Regions from separate parts of the Macaca mulatta genome. Here region 1 is linked to region 2. Evidence: chromatin contacts called from public Hi-C data. All regions are on one chromosome and are shown on one strand. The core of a region is the stretch at or near the end of the contact, and the rest is flanking DNA. Distances in the headings are between cores, read along the strand shown. Region 1 holds the start of DNAJC6 (DnaJ heat shock protein family (Hsp40) member C6). Region 2 holds the start of LEPROT (leptin receptor overlapping transcript).

Region 1 (3,062 bases), core at 546-3,045, 160 kb after region 2:
GAAAAGCTTGTTTTTAATGCAATAAATAAATATTTGAAAGATAATTATTGCTGGTCATTTTCAAATTTATTTTTATAATGCTTACTAGGTACTAACACTTGGTAACTACTAACTCGTTTAATCCATTAATTTATTTAATCCTCAAAACACCAGGAGTGGGTGAGGTGACTATATCGATGGCAGGGTCCTGGTGCAGTCTGGCTCTGCCCTGCATCTGGTCGGCCATTTTAGAAATAAGGCATGTCAACCCCTCAGAGGAAGGATCCTCAGACGATGGAAACAGGCAAAAAGGACAAGACAAGACACATTTATAAGCAGTATCTACACAGTACCAAGCCCTGCACTTAGCCTGGTGGGGGATGCAAAGATGAAATGGATGAGAATGTGGAATCTTTAATACCAGATTAACAGTGACAAACGCTCTACAGGTGACGAAATGCTAAAGGAGGGGTTACAGGTGGCAGGAACCCCAAAGATTTCAGGGAAGAGACTGCATTTGTGCTAGTCTTGGCAGGAGGGTAGGAATCCGGCAGGCTGAGATGCGGGCATGGACACTGCAAACAGAGAAAAGCCGGGAACCAGCAGATCAGGTCACTTCCCTGCTTAGCACACTTCAGTGTTTTTTCCCAGCTCATGTTGAATAAAATCTGAACTCCTCCTCATGTTCTGCCCAGACCTCATCCGGGCCCTGCATCCCTCACTTTCCCCTTGCTCAGTTCTGGCACTCTGGGAACCTTTTCACTTGCTATTCTCTATTACTCGGCTCCACGCTGGAGTAACTACTCGTCAGTCCCCGGGTCTCCGCTAACTTGCAGTGCCTCGGAGAGGCCTTCCCAGTCCGCCTGCCAAGGAAACTCGGGCCCCCTGCCTTTTTTCCTCTCTCAGCAGACTATCTGATTCCCTCCAAGCACACATAGCAATGTGTACCGGGCTTTCTCTGTTTTGCGTGTGTAATGTCTGTCTTCCTCTCTCGAAGCAGTTCCACAAGCCCTTGCCCATCGTGTTCTCCTCCGATCAAGGCAGATGGAGGGGCTCGATAAAAATTGTGGAATGAATGAATGGAGTGAGTCAGTGATTGGCTGTGAGTTGAGGCCCTGGCGAGGACAGGACTGAGTGTGCTAGGAAATAGTTTATCGCGGCGAGAGCTTCGAGATCACCGCAGGCAGGTAGAAAGGAGGTGGGTACAGGGCAGGAGGACCTTAAAGGGACCCTCGGGTTCGGATTCATTCCCCCAAAGGGCACTGCATTGCAGGCGCCAGGCCAGGTGCAGGGGCGGGGACAAGCTAACCTCAGTGAGGCTGTGTCGCCGCGCCACCGTGGCTTCCCTGTGTCCAGAGCCAAAGCAACGAGCAGGGGCTAGGGGAAAGGAGACTGTGCCGAGACAAAACCCTGCGCTTCCCCAGTGGTGCGCTTCCCCAGCGGTCCCCGTCCCCGCGGCCAAGGGTCGGGTTCGGGGGTCGCCTAGGCATCCAGGCTCCCGGGGCCGAGAACGCGGCCCGAGAGACCGCCGGGGACCGCCCCGCCGCCGCGGCGCCCCTGCCTCAGGGTAACAGGTCCCGACCGGCCGCGCCCACACTCACCCTGCCCCGCCTGGCGAGCTGAGCGCGGCCTCCACAGCCGCCGGGTCGCCTTCCACGGCCGCTGCAAGGAAAACAGCTTCCGGCTCTTCTGGCCTCCCTTCTCAGTGGCGCCCATCGGTGCGCCGCGCCCTCCCCCGCCGCCGCCGCCCGAGCCGAGCGCCACCGCTCGCCGCCGCCGCCGCGCGTCTGCCAGGTGCCGGGCCGCTGCCGGGAGACGCGCGCCGGGGGCGGAGCTTAGGGCCTGGAGCCGTGGCTGGCGCGGACCGGGGAGGCGTCCCCGCCCGGCCCACACGGCGGCGCCTGGCGCCCGAGGCGTGGGGGTGAGCGCTGGCCCGCGCCCCTCACTCGGGAGGCACAGTTAGCACCCTTAATTAATACAGAAGTCCTGGGGGGCGCTCACCCATTTTATCTCCCAGTTACAAACCATACACTCCACGCTCCGAGAGGGTAAGGCATCTGCCCACAATCACACAGCGCTAAAGAAATTCCAGAGCCCTAGGCTCTGACGATGTTTACTCACACCGTGCTACCGCCTCAGAATGAAACAACATCACGTTAGAAAGTGGTTTTAATTCTGACAGATATTCCTGTTTTCCTAATACAAGGGATTACTAGTCACCCATGATTTTTTGAGAACCTGTTCCATGTCCAGCTACTTTTACACACATTTCATGAAACCTCATTGCAACCCCATGGTGTGGGAGGCGTTTCCCATTTTCCAGATGAGGAAACTGAAATGGCGGAACTGAAGCTCCCTCACCCCATCCCCATGCCACCACTGGTCTCTGTTGAGATTTTGCTTGGAATTGCGAGAGACTGAGAGGAAGATCAAACCAACGCCCTTGAACACGACCTGGCTGCAATAATAATAGCTAATATTTATGGAATGCTTTTTATGTGGCAGATTTTACATACTGCTCAGGCTGGAGTGCAATGACGTCATCTCAGTTCACCACAACCTCTGCCTCCCGGGTTCAAATGATTCTCCTGCCTCAGCCTCCCGAATAATACTCGGGGGGCAGAAACAATCTCCAAACTCAACAGATGGGGAAGCTGAGCATCAGAGAGTACAGGTTAGATATCTAAAACCTCAATCAAGGTTTTACGTTAGGTCAAATTATGAAATTGCCATTTTTGTAGGCCCAAACAATATCAGACAAGAGCTTCTATAGGTGACCAAAATTAAAATCACTGGTGGAGATCGGGCACGGTGGCTCACACCTGTAATCCCAGCACTTCGGGCAGCCAAGGCAGTCAGATCACTTGAGCCCAGGAGTTCAAGAGCAGCCTTCGCAGCAAAGCAAAAACCTGTCTCTACCAAAAATGCATACACACACACACACACACACACATATTAGCCAGGCATGGTGGAACACACCTGCAGTCCCAGCTACTCAGGAGGCTGAGGTGGGAGAATCACCTCAGCGAGGTAGAGGCTGCAGTGAGCCGAGATGGTGCCACTATACTCCAGCCTGGCTGACA
Region 2 (2,993 bases), core at 53-2,552:
TGTCATCCCCCAATAACTTCTCATTTATCTTTGTACCCTAAGTCTCTGGCATACAGTAGTTCCTCAATAAAAGTTGAAGAATCTGTAAAATGCTTCCTTCCCTTAGTCCTTTTCCATTTCGGACTTCCTTTTTTTCCACCACATTACAATTTTCTAACACATTCACACATGTAACATGATCATGATTTGGCAGTTTCTGATCATGTGTTGTACTGAGACACTACTTTTCATGTTTTCGGCATTGGCTTCAAAAGGATGTATAACACACAGTCGACACTCTCCAAGTAAACCATGTTTACTAAACTGATATTGAGTGTAAAAGTCAGTCAGAAATAATGATAAAATATGTCTACCGCTAACATCTCACACACTCGGATAAATTCATAGTGAACAGAGGCGTACTTGTGTATACACATGTTTATAGCAGATATTAACTGGGGATATCTTTGGGTGCAAATTTCAAGAATGATACAAGCGCCAACATAAAAACAAGTCATGCTACTCTATTCGACAGATTAGAAATGGAATGGTTTCCTACCAAAATACAGGAAGCCTTGCAAAAAACCTTTTCCGTCTCACATTGCTCTAACGCCATACAGATAAGGTACACGGTGTTTTTATCAACTGCCCCAGGCAAAAAACACATACTACACAAACACTACTTTCTTCTCTATGCATAGACGAACAGAGAAAACATCGAAGAAAGCAGTATTAAAATTACACGTAATCTACTCTCCACGACTGCGAGAAACACCGTCTTTCTGGATGCTTTCCATTGACACCCGCCCGCAGTCAACTCTGCCCAGTTGGAAAAATCATTAGGAAAAAGAGGATTAAGTTTCCCAATGCTAAGAACGCTGGAGACAAAGCGTCCTTTGTAGCAAATAGGAAACTGCGGAGGGGCAGAAAACCGGAGGAAAGGCGTTAGGGTGGACACGTCAAGAAGTGGAAACCCGGTTTAAAAACTCGAGAGGGGTGGAGGGCGCCGCTCTCGCCGAGGGCTCCGCCTGGGGAGGGGTCTGGTGCCGCCACTGGAGAGCAGGAGGCCAGCGGCCTCGTAAAAAGGGCCGAGGCTCCCCCGAAACGCCGCTCCACCCGCACCCCAAGGGACGAAGGGAGCGGGCGATCGCCTCCCCACCCGGAGAGGCGGGAAGGGTGGTGAGGCCGTTCCCCAGAGGCGCGCGGAAGGCGCAGCCCCAGGCTTGACTGGAACGGAGGTGGCAACCCCACCACACGACGAGCGGGCCGGGGACCGCGATGTACCTTTAACGCCCGCCATGTCTCCCGAGCTGGGGCCGCGGCTGCTTCCGGCTTCCTGCCACGGCCCAGGCAGCCTGCCCAAGCCAGACCGGGAGTCGCCCCGCGGATCCCGAGCCCGCCCCGGCCACGCAGAGCCCCGCCCCCGCCGGTGCAGAACCCCGACCGTAGCTCGCAAACGCCGCGCCTGCTGGTCCAGACCCCTCCCCGACCACTCAGAGCCCCGCCCCCGCCGGTGCAGAACCCCGCCCCCAGCTCGCAGAGGCCGCGCCTGCTAGTTCAGACCCCGCCTCGCTACTCAGAGCCCCTCCCCTGACGGTACAGAGCTCCTCCCCTAGCTCGCAGAGGCAGCGCCTGCTGCTCCAGACCCCGCTACCGCTACTCAGAGCCCCGCCCCTGATAGTGCAGAGCTTCTCCCCTAGCTCGCGGAGGCCGCCCCTGCTGGTCCCGCCCTATCCCTCACTGGCCCAGAATTCCGCCCCCAACTCTCAGAGGCCTCCCCTTGTTGGTCCCGACCCCGCCCCCGCCACTCAGAACTCCGTTCCTGCCAGTCTAGAACTCTGCCCCCAGCTCGCAGAGTCCAGCTCCAGCCCTAAGACCCCACCTGGCCCCACAAAGCTTCCCCAGAGTAACCCCAACCCAGTGCCCTGGACCCTACTCCTAGATCCTGAGCCCTCTGGCTAATCCTCAAGCCCGTTCCTTTCGTGGGCTGGGACCTTGGCTCCGCCCGGACCTCGGGCCCAGAGTCTCTCCAGGGCCGCTCAGAACGCAGTGCACGCAGCGGGGGATCCTCCCTGAGCCTTCCTGAGAACGGAGATGTAGACAAGTGGAGAGAGGGAGGAGAGAGGAGAGGAAAAGTTGCAGTCGATGGGAGAGGGACACCGACTCACTAACCAGTGTTATGTTCCCTGAGCTCCCAAGTGCGTGCTTGTGTGCGAGTGTGTGCCTGTTTGCCTTCACATGACTGTGGAAGGGGAGGGGCGGGGTACCAGAGGACAGGCCCCTTAGGAAACACACCTCGTTAAGAACTTGATATTTGCATAGGTTTGCTTTGCTTCATAGCAACGCTTTACTGAAACCAGCGGGGTTTTTCTTTACTCCCTGGTTTATTTGTAGAGACGAAGACCATATAAGCTTTTGTGTCCGAAGCTTTCATGAACCTTAAAAAAAAAAAAAAAAAAAAAAAAGGCTATTATTTTTGTGCCTTGGGGCCTCAAAGTTTGCAGTTTTTAGATCTCTGAGAGTCATTGTGTACTTATCTCACAGGAGTGGAGAGTTCTGTTTTGGCAAGAGCAATCTAGAAGATCATTGAAACAGTCTGGTCTAAATGCTTCATCTTACATTTAAGGAAAGAGGTGCAGAAAGGGTAGGACTTGCCTGTCACACAGCTCTTTGGAGGAGGTTGGATTCTGGGCCACTTCCCCTCATTCCAGCTGAGATCCACTCTACCTGATGGTTAGGTCCCTCTTCTCTTGCTTTTTCTATTTTCAAAAGGACTGAAAGACAAAGGAATCTGTAGAAACTTAGCTTCCCCTGGCTACCTGAGAAGTATAAATTCTCACCACGATCACGTTTCAGGATCCTTGCTCAGTTTACTTTTTCAAAATTGCACATTGAGCATGTTATTGTTTCAATAAATGTCTATTTGTTGATTCAGTGGAGTATTTTTCTAGCTGTCAGTTTATTTTTCTAGCTCCTCTCATTTCTCCTCATAGACGGATGGCACTTTCACTGAA

Evidence for each region. Hi-C and Micro-C count contacts between places; a contact is called where the count stands out from the background.
Region 1: a contact with region 2 is called in a Hi-C map of blood, with 2.6 times the contacts expected there. The contact joins the promoter of DNAJC6 here to the promoter of LEPROT in region 2. A contact is called at or near these places in 2 of 14 Hi-C or Micro-C datasets (blood and fetal cortex germinal zone).

The regions. Positions count from the first base shown.
Region 1 is chr1:175,362,347-175,365,408 of T2T-MMU8v2.0, forward strand. It overlaps DNAJC6 (DnaJ heat shock protein family (Hsp40) member C6), which reads right to left and starts at 1,796. Exons shown (of 18, transcript XM_077954600.1): 1 at 1,581-1,796. The coding sequence starts at 1,695.
Region 2 is chr1:175,199,391-175,202,383 of T2T-MMU8v2.0, forward strand. LEPROT (leptin receptor overlapping transcript) reads right to left here and starts at 1,303. Exons shown (of 4, transcript XM_015141789.3): 1 at 1,264-1,303. The coding sequence starts at 1,279.